Linked DNA regions of Sus scrofa: region 1 is linked to region 2. Evidence: chromatin contacts called from public HiChIP or PLAC-seq data. All regions are on one chromosome and are shown on one strand. Each heading gives the region's core, a stretch centred on a gene start, on an enhancer-like site or on the middle of the called end of the contact. The rest is flanking DNA. Distances are from core to core; before and after follow the strand shown.

Region 1 (6,201 bases), core at 3,313-5,812, 740 kb before region 2:
AAACAAAAATAAGAACATACATTTTTGGTTTCTTTAAAGGAGTAGTGGGGTCCTTGACTGTGGGATCTTTTCTGGGGACAACTGAGGAACCCCAAATCCAGATGGGGACCACAACTCCCACTTCCATGCAACAAGGCTATGCAAACTGTTCACCAATGGAAGTGCCTTTTTTTTTTTTTTTTCGGTCTTTTTGCTATTTCTTGGGCCGCTCCCGCGGCATATGGAGGTTCCCAGGCTAGGGGTTGAATCAGAGCTGTAGCCGCCGGCCTACACCAGAGCCACAGCAACGCGGGATCCGAGCCACGTCTGCGACCTACACCACAGCTCACGGCAACGCCGGATCCTTAACCCACTGAGCAAGGCCAGGGACCGAACCCGCAACCTCATGGTTCCTAGACGGATTCGTTAACCACTGCGCCACGATGGGAACTCCGGAAGTGCTTTTTAATTGAGAATATTGCAAGGATAATGCAGAGCCTCGAACATAAATTTCAAACAGTAGTACCAATGTGGCTTTCAGATGTCACACTAACCACAATTCAGGTACACCTCAAAAATCAACCTTAGTTTCAGTATCTGCAACATGGGGTAGGTCACACCCTGGGCCACTAAGCCATGCTCTCTTCTTACAAACCACCTGCTTATTTCTCCACTTCCCCTAATCTCACAGCTGTTGGAGTAACAGCCTCTTCCCCTCTGACCCATCTCCTTAAGCTGCAGCTTTGTTTCCTGCATTTAAGATTTCTACAGATATTCTTCAAGTCCTTCAGACATTATTTTTCCCTTTGTCAACTTTGTAATCAACTATGTATCAATGGTAAAATACACCATGACATCCCAAATAATTTTCAGTTTATAACTTCATGATTACCACTCATGTTTTAGTTTGGGGTTTCTCTTGGCCTTGCCCATGACATGTATAAGTTCCTGGGCCAAGGACTGAACACACGCACATCAGTGACTCACACCACAGCAGTGACAATGCTCGATCCTGAGCTACCAGGGAGCTCGACCACGTCTTAATATAAAAGATGACTAAGAAATGAGACATGACTGAATTATGTCTATCCATGAATATTCACTAGAAATCTGGTTATTTACCTCTTTCCTTAAGTCACTTAGTGTTATGAACATTTTAATCCCACTTTATACATTTATCTCATAGTTCTCATGATACTCTACCCATTTTACAGAGGTTATGAAGTGTATAAGGTCATTCCACACCTGGTCTAGAAAGGAATTGGGTTCTAGAATGTTTCACAATGTTTCTTTCCACTAGTCCACTCTATGTAAGCTCCTCAATATGAAATAAGAACCTGAAGACACACCTTTACTTCACTTCAAAAACATTTTTGCCCCTTCGAAGTATAGAGTGAGGCAGGGAATTGCAGCTCTCAAGGATGTGAGGCAACCCACTGTTTCCAACCTGCATGGTTTTTTTAAACCTTACCGACATGGTCCTCCAGGTGACGCTGACAGCATAAGGAACATGAGCCAGTACAGGCAGGCAATGTTATTAGGTAACATTTAAATTATAAAGGAAACAGAAAACAAGTTAGAAGGATGAAGACTGAAAACTCACTTGACAGTAACACCAACATTACTAGTTTTACATGTCAGAGGATCAGAAGAGATGTGAGCTTCAAGGTCACAGAGTGGTGGCAGCAGAACATCCCCTCACCCAGGTGTGGCAGAGCAAGCAGTCTACTTACCTGTCCTGAGAAACCCACATAAACCCAAAGAGTTACCCAGAATTCTCTTTCCAAAAGCTATACTTTAGGCCTATGATATTAATGAAATGGGGACTGAGTCTTCTCCATAACATTAAGAATTTAACATACAAAAAACAACAGGTAGAAATGTGAGAAACTGTTTTCCACTGACCCCTGTCAAGTCCTTTCCAATAAATGTAGTCCATTAGGATGAAAAAAATTTCCTTAATAGGAGAAACAGGCAAAGTGACCCCCCAAATTCTTATTATTTAATAGGAGGTACCTTGAGGAAATGGTTTATCGAAATTCTGAGATAACAGAGTTTGGATTGAATATTTAATGGCTTATCCAACCCATCAATCATTTCAGATGCAGATATTACATATTCCCAATACACAAAAGGGACCATCTGTTTGCAAAATCCTACCTTAACATCTCAGAGAAAAATCTGTGGACACAAGTAGGTAGCTGCAGGAAAGCGTTTTTTTCAAGATTGCTTATAAAGACCAGAAAATCAATTATTTTCTCTCCACAAACTGTTTCATTCTGGTTAGATCTCTGCATTCTTCCTTTCCCATTTCAAGTTGCCTATAGCTCCAGAACTACCTTCCAGTCATCTTCCCTTAACCTGCATCAACGTTGATTCCAGCCCCATTCCTGCTTTATTCCCCAAAAGCCTCCTAACACTGTGGCCTTCAAGTCCCACTCCAGGATAAGTAAGGGCCTCACTAAAATGTCCAAAGAGCGGCCTCAACCAGTATAATCCCAGTGGCACTCAGTTACTGGGGAAAAGTCATACTTAAGTGTGACTTGCTGGGTGGACAAAAGTGGCTTTATTCTGAAGATTAAGCTTAGAACCCCTTCCAAGGAAATGCACTCACACAGTAAGTCCAGATTCTGTAAAATTTGCTATATTACTGTATCTTACACTTGTTTTTCTTATAAGACCCCCAGAATTACATAGACATCAGGTCCTAAACCTAAATCATCCCTGTTCTGGATGAAAAGCTCCCACCTAGCCCATGACACCAAGCAAGGGCTCAAACTGGGATCACCAATGAATCAACAAATGCGAGGTGGCGGCAGCAGTGGTGGTTTCCAAACATCTGGTTCAATGTGTGACAAGGACAACATGGAAGAGATAACTCTTCAAGTACACTTCTTACCTGGATAAGCCCAAATATTGACCTCAACAACATACTTCACATATTACTATTGAAAGCTTTAAAAGGAGCTTTTTATATGACTCTGACATTTTAGGAAGCCTCTGTATTTGTGGGTTTTTTCCTCTAAGAAATCCCCTCCCAAGGCTCGAAAAAGGGCAAATGAGCTGTAGAATCCAGGGCAGTCTAAAAAAAAAAAAAAAAAAAAAGAATCCAGGGCAGTAATTGCTGAACTTAAACCTACTAACACTTGCCACTTGAGGGCTGGTTCAAGTGCAGCTGAGCTCCACCCCCAGGGTTTCTGAGTCTTTAGGTCTAGGGTGGGGCCCCAGGAGATCCTTTCAGGTCTCAGGAGGTGGAACACTGGGTGAACATGGCAGGTTGGTGGCCGCAGCTGTGGCTATACCCGTGTGACCTTGACGCAGAGGGAAGTAATGTTCATTTGGAGAAAACGTGAAATAATGCGCGGAGACGAGGTTAGCGAGGAGTTCGCCACAACCCTAAGTCTCAGGCACGCAGGTGGTATCTAATCCAGGGCATTTGCCAGGGTGTGGTCGGCAAAGGCTCCTTCCCCGGAAATCGAGCTGCAGACAGGTCTCTGAGGGTCTCGGCAAGGCAAAGGTACACGGGCTCGGCCCGCCCAGGAGTCACGACCCGTTTTAGTCTCCAAGCAGATGGGTGCCGCATCCAACCTGGAAGGAGCCACACGCCCGCCACCCTCCCGCCGGCTTGCGGGGGGGAGGGGGGGGGTCTCCGCACACAATGCGGACCCCGGGCGTGGGAGGATGGAACCAGAACGATTCCAGCGAGCGGAGCAAAAACGGATCGGAATTACACCGACTGCAGGTAGTGGCAGCGGAAACCATGAGAGACAGGGCGCCACTCACTAGGTGATTCTTTATTACAAGTTGGGGTGTGGAGAAAAGAGGGGGTGCCCCAGCCCGACAGAAATATCCAGAAGGAGAAATGTGACTCCCTCACCTTCCCACGGGCACCCTCCCTCACCTGTGGTCCGAGCTGGGATATGGCGACCCCCGACCACCAGATGGCCCGCCCGCGGGGTCACCGCCGCACCCCCTCCCTAGAAACCCCACCAGGGCCCGGCCGCAGGAAATGGCGGGGCGCGCGGCGGGCGCGGGAAGCGCGGTGTGCGGGCGGGTGGCCGCGCCCAGCGGGGCGGCGGGGTCGCCCCAGGCCTGGAGGGAGCAGCCGCCTGGTTGCCCACCCTTCCCCTGCGTCGGGCCCCCGGCCGGCCGCCCGGGCGTCCGGCGCGCTCACCGCCTTCATGGCGGAGGCCATGTCGTCGTAGCGCTCCGCCTGCTCGGCCAGCCGCGCCCGCTGCAGCAGCTGTTCGCGGTCCCCCATGTCGCTATGGCTCGGCCTCGCCTCGCGCCCAGCTCCACTCGCTTGCTAGCCCGCGCGTCCGCTCCCGGTCGCCGCGGAGGCCGCCGCCGCGCACGCGCACTGGCTCGCCGGCCCGCCTAGGCTACAAGCAGCAGGCAGCACCGATCGACCTCTCGCTGGCTCGCCTCGCGCGCTGTGGCTCGCACCGCGGACGCCGCCGAGAGAGGACAGGCGGTCACGCGGGGGGATGGGCGGATGGGAGGACGCCTGCGCAGTGGGAGGGGCAGGGCCGGGCGGCGCGGAGCGGCGCAAGTGGGAGGGGGGAAGGGCGGGCCGGCCCTAACGGTCTATTTCAAGGTGACGTCAGCTACTATAAATAGCTGCGACCACCGCCCCGCCCCAAAGCCGCGCAGGCGCCGTGCGAGTGCTGCATTTTACCACCGCAGAGGTGGAGGTGAAGAGGGGACCGCTGGGGTGGGGACTGCAGAGATCGGGGAAGGGGCCGGGAGATGGCTGCTCCGCTGGCAGCGCACTGTCACGGCCCCACCCGGAAAGGTGCTTCTGAACCCATGTTAGAGCACTAGATTGAGAAGGGACTCCAAAGCAAATAAAACTAGCGCTTGGGGAAGCCAGGAGGCCGCATGCCCGACGGGCGGTCTGGACCCGCCCCCGCCCAGTCTAACCGTTCGGCTTCGCAGGGCCACACCCAGCACTTGGGTCTGCGCTGGCAGATTAGAGTCGGTCCCGCCTAACGTCCCCCCCACCCCCACCCCACAACACATTCATTCACTGCGCCTCCACCCTAGGGAGTGGCCTTGTGCAGACTGTGCCTTTACGCGGGAGGAGGGACTGACCGGCCCGGCTGAGGCGGATAACCTTCGTGACACACCTGCTAGGAGCTGGCCCAGTGCTAGGCCTTTCCAGGCACGATCGTATCTGATGCTCACAACTCAGGCCAGTGGGTACAGCTGGCCTCTTTTTTCAAAGCCAGACCAGTGTGAGTTGCTCAAGGTTACTGTTGGCCTGTAAAGTGGCAAAGAGGAGAGTGGACCCGCTGGTCACTGAGCCAGTCCTGGCGTTCCACGCTGAGGAACCCTGGTGCCAGGCCCAGGGCTGGGCCTCGGACAAGAGAGGAAAATCCCAATAACTAAAGCATGACCAGACCTAGTATACCATGCGAAGGGCAGTGCAGGAGAAGGGGCCTGAGGTTCTCTGAGAATTTTATTGAGCACCTACTGCATGCTCAACACTGGGGGAAAGAGTAGGTGCAGAATGAGTAGGACACTCAGTTCTCTCTGTGGCTCAATGAGGTCATCTTGGGAGGGCTGGAATGCAGGTTTAATCCCCAGCCTGGTACAGTGGCTTAAGGATCTAGCACTGGATCCCTGGCCCAGGAATTCCGTATGCCCAGGGGAGGACAAAAAAGAAAAAAAAGAAAAAAAAAAAAAAGAGTTAAGACGCAGCCCCTGTCTCGGAGAAGCAGATGTCTGAATACCCCAAAGGAGGTAAGCTGGTCCAGATAATGTCAGGGAAAAGGTGGGAGAGAGTGGGGTCTGCAAAGACAAAGCCTTGGCAGTGAAGATAAAAACAAAATGGTGAGAAAGGTCGGGCAGTGGGACATGAGGTGAGGTAAAAAACAAGACTGTGGAGTGTTTTCAATGCCAGGCTGAAGATCTGAAGCATCCCTAGGTAGTTGGGAACCACCAGAGGCATGGAAGCCACATTTCAGGCCAGGAGTCTTACTTTGGAGAGTCAGATGCATTAGAAAGGAGAGAGAGGAGGAGTTCCCGTCCTGGCACAGTGGTTAACGAATCCGACTAGGAACCATGAGGTTGCAGGTTCGGTCCCTGCCCTTGCTCAGTGGGTTAATGATCCGGCGATGCCGCGAGCTGTGGTGTAGGATCCCGAGTTGCTGTGGCTGTGGTTTAGGCTGGCAGCTACAGCTCCGATTAGACCCCTAGCCTGGGAACCTCCATATGCCC
Region 2 (6,240 bases), core at 1,799-4,298:
TACTTAACTTTCATTTTAAACAAGATTCATCTTGAGTGGAAGAGAATAAGGTATGCAGGGAATAAGGCCCTAGTCCTTGCACCCCTCTGTAATATCTTATACAACAAAAAATTTCTCTTTATGCTTGAGAACTCCCTAAATCATTTTAAAGCTAAAATTAAAAAATAATAAAGTGGAGTCCCGCTGTGGCTCAGCAGTAATGAACCCGACTAATATCCATGAGGATGCAGGTTTGATCCCTGGCCCTGCTCAGTGGGTTAAGGATCTGGCGTTGCTGTGAGCTGTAGTACAGGTGACAGATGCGGCTTGGATCTGGCGTTGCTGTGGTGTAGGCCAGCAGCTAGAGCTCAGAATCGACCCCTAACCTGGGAATTTCCATATGCTGTGGATATGGCTCCTAAAAATAAAAAAAAGATATATCATGGGATGGAGGAAGAAACATGGCCCATAACTAGGTTATCACACAGCAACTAAGCAAACCTATGAGTGCCTATTTTGAGATAGCCTGTTTTCTAAATTCCTTCTTTCTACCAAGTGCTTCATCATATATGGTAATATGTCTGGGCGAAGATTCCCCAGACGAGACCCTTGCTTTGAAGGGGCTTTCTATCTAGAAAGAGAGCTAATGCACATAAAAACTACTTTACAAGCTACTGTACACAAAGATAGATAAAAGGTATCTATCAAAATATATTTTTATTATTACTTATTTATTTAATTTTTTTTTGCTTTTTAGGACCACACCTGTGGCATATGGAGGGTCCCAGGCTAGGGGTCTAATCGGAGCTGTAGCCACCAGCTTACACCACAGCCACAGCCATGCCAGATCTGAGCCACATCTGCAACCTACACCACAGCTCACGGCAACGCTGGATCATAACCTGCTGAGCAAGGCCAGGGATTGAACCTGAGTGTTCATGGATGCTAGTCAGATTCATTTCCGCTGTGCCATAAAGGAAACTCCCTCAAGTTATAAAACAAAGATATTTCTGGCTTAAGAGTCTCATGGAGGAAAGAGCATCTGCGTTGGATACTGAAGAAACGGCAGAGCTTTGACAGTTGAAGAAGCAAAGGAAGGCATTTCAGGGTAGAGAGGAGGGTGTGAATGAAAGTGCAGAGACGGTACAGAATAAGGCATTTTGGAAAATGGCAAGTACCGTTTTTCACTTTGGATGGAGCGTCGCCAGAGTTTGCACCGAGGATCTGGCAAAAACTCAGGTCTCCGAATTCCCAGTAACAGCGCTGGTGGCAGTGCTTGCTCAGTCATTGTCTTTTCTCAAAGCAAGGACAAGAGTCCATAAATTCAAAAATAAAAAAATCCAGCTCCCAACTTCGTGTCACATCTTGATAATTCTTCCAGGTCCCAGATCCAGTTCTTGAAAATCTGAAGTCCACGCCATAACCACACTGAAAGACATCTGCTCCAGCTAGTGCAGAACGCTATGTAGTGAAACCCTTTCAACTTCCCATCCTGGATATCTTATGTTTGTCAAAGAATTTCAAGCTTTGAGTTCCAGTTGGTTTTTTTCCTCCTTTCTCCTGAGGAAAGCATTTTATCACCAGTCTTAAGATTCTTTTGAGGTACATCCAGATTTAATTACAAAAGAGCTAAAAGACCAACACAGTTTTCTCCAAAACAGTCATTTCTCTGGAATTGAGATCATTTGTCTCTGCCCTCTAGGTAAAGGGAATAGTCAATTGATTTCCAGACATTTGTATGAAATAGCAGAACCGGCTAACACCTAACAGACAAAATACACTTAAAAGTGTTTGCGTTTGCTTGCTTAGAGCTGTACCAATGGTAAGCACCACTCCACAAAATGAAAATGTTTGAAAGCCAACTGTTCAAACATTTCTATAGTGTTTGCTGGATAACTGCCTGATATTTGATAAAAGCAGCTGACAATTAACAAAGAAGCAAAAACTGGCATTTTGGCCATCTTAGTAACACACTTGCAAGCAAATAGAATACAAAGCAGACCAGAAAAAATTTAAGGTTGAAACACTTTCAATCTGATTTTGAGGTTCAGCAGAAAATTCTAACAAAACTTCTCAGAAAACGTTAACCTTCAATTAATAAAGACTCAACCCCCCAAACATTTTCAAGAATTCCATGCCTGGTTCAGTCTGTTCTAGTGAGCCAGCTTGCTAAAAATCCACCTGCACCATTAATTAGTTGGACTTGGCAGCACCATTTAAAAATAAGCCTGCTCACTACCAACCACACAGACTAGGAATATAAAATAGGGGAAAGTAACGGATGGCAACCATGGTCATAGAAAATGGTCAATGAAGAGTCAGAAAGGTAGTCAGGCACCAGAAAAAAAAAAGTTGTTGGGCCAAAGATTAAATAAGCTTCTTGATACTAGAGAACATATCCATGCCCAGTTTTAGCTGCTTTATGCTGGGTGCCACTGTACCTTTAAGCATCAGTCACCCTTTAGGCAACCCATGGTGAAAGAACTCAAAATAGAAGCCAAGAAGTGGAGTGTTGTTACCACGAATATCCACTATGCACAGAACAGCTCACATATCTCAGGGATTCAAACAGGGGCTTCGAATTGGTTGTGAAGGGTCCCAAATGACATCTGGCCTCAGTTTCCTCCTTGTGACAAAGGAAATGTGGTTCTTAATTCTTCTGGGTCACAGCCCCCAATGAAAACTTGCTGGCGATGGCTTCTCATTCTCTAAAATGCACATTCCCCCTAATTTCTGCATACAATTTCAAGGAGTTTGGGGATCTCCACCTCCAATCCAAGGTTTCCAGGTTCAAAATCCAAGGATTGGGCAATTTCTAAGTTTTCTTACAACTCCAAAAAAAAAAAACCAAAAAACAAAAAACCAAGCCATTACGAACAATAATCATCCCTTACATACAGCGACGCTTTACAGTTTACAAAGCGCTTTCAATCCCACAAACATTGATGGAGAAGGAGGAAACTGAGGCGCAGATAAATTACAGAGTGACTTGCCTAAGGTCACTCGGCCAGCTGGTGGTTAGGCCCGGAAGCAAACCCAGCTCTTCCGACTCCGGAGCTTGTCTCTCCACCCCGGAGCGGCCTCCAGCGCTCCCGCCCCTCACTAAGGCGGCATAAGGAGGAAAAGACAAAGTAGAAAGCCCACCACCAACCATCCCCCGGCTCCCTCCTGTCCCCCCAATTGGGTCCTTGCAGGCCCCGAAGGGTGGTGCCAGGCCTCCAGGCCGGCCCCGGCCACCCCAGCTTCCCCGGCCGTGCCAAATCCCGCCGCCGCCGCCGCCGCCGCCGCCGCCTCCCCAGGAGCGGGGCGGAGCAACTGCCCGCCGCCGCCGACCACCCGGACGACTCCTCGTCGGATAGCAAACGCATAGGCCGCCGCCCGAGTTCTGCGTACGAGAAGAAAGACGCGGCGCGAACGCCAACGGCCACCGGGCGCGCGCCGTGGCGGCCGGGCCTGCGCCCCAAGAGCTGGATGCCAGAGCAGGAGAAAGAGCCGCCAACCGATCGCTCGATCGACCGCGCGCCCGCTCCTTCGCCCTACCAGACCGGGGAGGGGGGGAGGGCGCGCCAGGGCTTCTTCGAGTTAGGGGCCTGACTCCCCGGCGACGAGACAAGATGGCTCCTCCGGTCCGCGCCGCAGCTGCCGTCCCGGCTGCGTCGCTCGGCCCGCCCCCGGTACTGTTTCTTTAAATGGCGGAGAGGGTCAAGAAAGCAGGAAGAGAGGCGCGCTCACTCACGTGACAGGGGAGGGCCCAGCTAACAAGATCCGGTCACGTGGAGACACGCTACCTACCAATCAGAAGGCGTCGCATCAGAGCGGGGGCGGGAGGATCTGCGGCTCTGTGATTGGCCGAATACGCCGCGGAGGCCTCGGGGGCTTGGGGCGTCGGGGAGTGCGCGAGGCGGCCCGGGCTGTGTGCACTAGCGGAGACAAAGCGCTGGCTGAGGTGGCAGAGACGCCAGCGATAGCAGCGGCGGAGGAGACCTAGACGCCGAATTTTGTGGTGTTGAGTCCGGTCACCATATCATCCAGCGCAGTGCGGGCTGTGGTCTCGCGGCGGCGGTGGCGGCAGCGGCGGAGGCGGAGGCAGCACATGGTTCCAAGAGCGCGCTGCGGTTGTTGGGTTCCAATTCCGTGGGGAGGGACAAAGGCAGCTGCAGCTGTGAGCGCAGGGCAACGCCCGCTCGGGTAGTGTACTCGTCACTGCCCTCAATCCGGGCCTTGAAAGCTGGGACTATCTTCTCTATGTGAGGAGGAGAACACGGGACCGAGCGCCTGAGAGGCTGAGGCCGCTGTCTGAGGGAAGTGGGGGAGGGGCGCAACTCGCCTGAGTTGATTTGGGCGGGTCAGGTCTGAGGCGACTTAATGGGTCTGTGTGAGGTAATTTGACCCACTACCCTGAGGAAAGTGGGACGGACCTCAGGCTAGGTTTGGTCCAGGCTTTGAAAAACAGAAATCGGTCTTCAGCGCTTTGGAAATCTTTCATTTGGGAGGTGGTGAAGCCGGAACTAACGCCATATGCACTCCATCAACAACATGGTCGCCAGTCTGGGGCTTCTTTAAGGATCCTGGGATCATTGATGGCGAAGACATGGGTGGTTGTCCAATTTTATGACATAAGTTGCTGAATTTACGGATTGGTGAATTTCTGGACTGGTAAATTTCCTCACAGGAAATTTAGAGGAACTGAAAAAAACGCTCGAAGAACGTGAAGATGGAGCAGTAATTGCCAACTCCAGTATCATCTACTCCAGACCAACAACATTTCAATTCAAATCTGAACTATCACAAATTAACGCTAACTCTTCCTTAAAACTGCAGGTTTATGACGTAGTTCTTTCCAAAATATTACATCATAGTCACTGAGAAGATTAAGAAAATTTAAAAGCAAAATCAATTGTTTTAGACATCTCTGAATATACTGTGGATAGATTCACTAGGTAACCTTGTTTGAGGAGTACAGATTTCAGAATCCTGAAAAAAATCTATTCCATTAATAAGCTTATAGTTCCCAGTTAGTGGGTAAAGAACTGGAGACCTCACTGCACTCATGGCTTTCACAAATTACAGCAGTCTGAATCGAGCTCAGCTAACCTTTGAATATCTACACACAAATTCGTAAGTATCCTGTAGGTACCAATGAGGTCAGTGATAACTCATTGCTTGATATTAATATGGGAATCCTTTTCCCAGAAAAATTTGCATTTTTACTTTTCGGGATGTGTCCCTGGATGAGTCTTGAGCTCTGTATGGAAGAACTGAGATCAGTGAAATGTTTGTTGCTAATCCAGAAGAATATGCTCTTTATTGGATCGAAATTTATTTGTTCAAATGCAAACTAATTACTTGAAGTCAATATGTTGTCATTTCAATCAAGCGTTTGCTAGGAATCCAACACGTATTCTTTGGATGGCCAAAAATTGGACTATTCTAGTATCAACTTCTCTTCTTTGGTGACAACAGCCAAACAGGTTGTAACAAGTGTTTTCTTTTTAAGAAGGAAAAAAGAAAAAAAGGAAGACATTTAAGTGACAACTTGTGAGAAGAAATTTTTTTTCCTCAGAAAACAGTTGGCTTTCCTTTTCTGGGATATTCCTCCTCATCCAATATAAGTTTGTATGTGCTAATAACTTGATTAAACCCATGATTTAAATAACCTTTCCCTAAAATGTATGCAAATCACTGGACACATACTGTGTTCATGGTTCTTGAGTTTGGGAAGAGATTATCATCACTCCTCATTGGTTTGGAATGTTTCAGGTTTAATCTTTATGCCCACACTCTTGGGTGTAATCCAGTGGGATCATAACTATTTAGTCTCTTAGTATATTCATTTGGCACTTTTGCGATGAAGGTAAGTATTCTCTCATTTTACTACCTGGAGAGGTGATGAACAGCTAAATGAATGGCCCAGAGGTCTGAAGAACCACCTTCAGGATTGTGAATATAGACTTCAATTATCCAGTAATAGTAACTAAGTTTTAGTCTTTTACGGGAAAGGATAACATTTTTTGTGATAATGCCTGTAATTTTTTGTTTGCTGTTTTTCCTATGAAGGAAATAAAAACTGAGTAGTGAAGTGAATTGCCAAGTGAGAGCCTGGTTTTGTTTTGTTTAGGAAAATTCTTACTGAGCTAGAATGTTTGAGTAGGTATTGTAGAGGTCACTGAGGTGAATTCTCATGCTACGGATGATGAATTTGAAATCCAGCTAGAGAAGGTCTCTGATCAAAGGTTATGCTCATCTAGTTGACAACATAGC

What was found. HiChIP or PLAC-seq counts read pairs in DNA pulled down with a chosen protein or histone mark.
Region 1: a contact with region 2 is called in an H3K27ac HiChIP or PLAC-seq map of alveolar macrophages. The contact joins the promoter of YWHAH here to the promoter of MORC2 in region 2. A contact is called at or near these places in 1 of 47 Hi-C or Micro-C datasets (heart right ventricle) and 1 of 2 datasets of contacts at active chromatin or transcription factors (alveolar macrophages).

Annotation. Positions count from the first base shown.
Region 1 is chr14:48,542,392-48,548,592 of Sscrofa11.1, reverse strand. It overlaps YWHAH (14-3-3 protein eta), which reads right to left and starts at 4,562. Exons shown (of 2, transcript XM_001928076.4): 1 at 4,154-4,562. The coding sequence starts at 4,240.
Region 2 is chr14:47,797,240-47,803,479 of Sscrofa11.1, reverse strand. MORC2 (MORC family CW-type zinc finger protein 2) reads left to right here and starts at 3,048. Exons shown (of 26, transcript XM_005670853.3): 1 at 3,048-5,097. The coding sequence starts at 5,030. It also overlaps LOC100525309.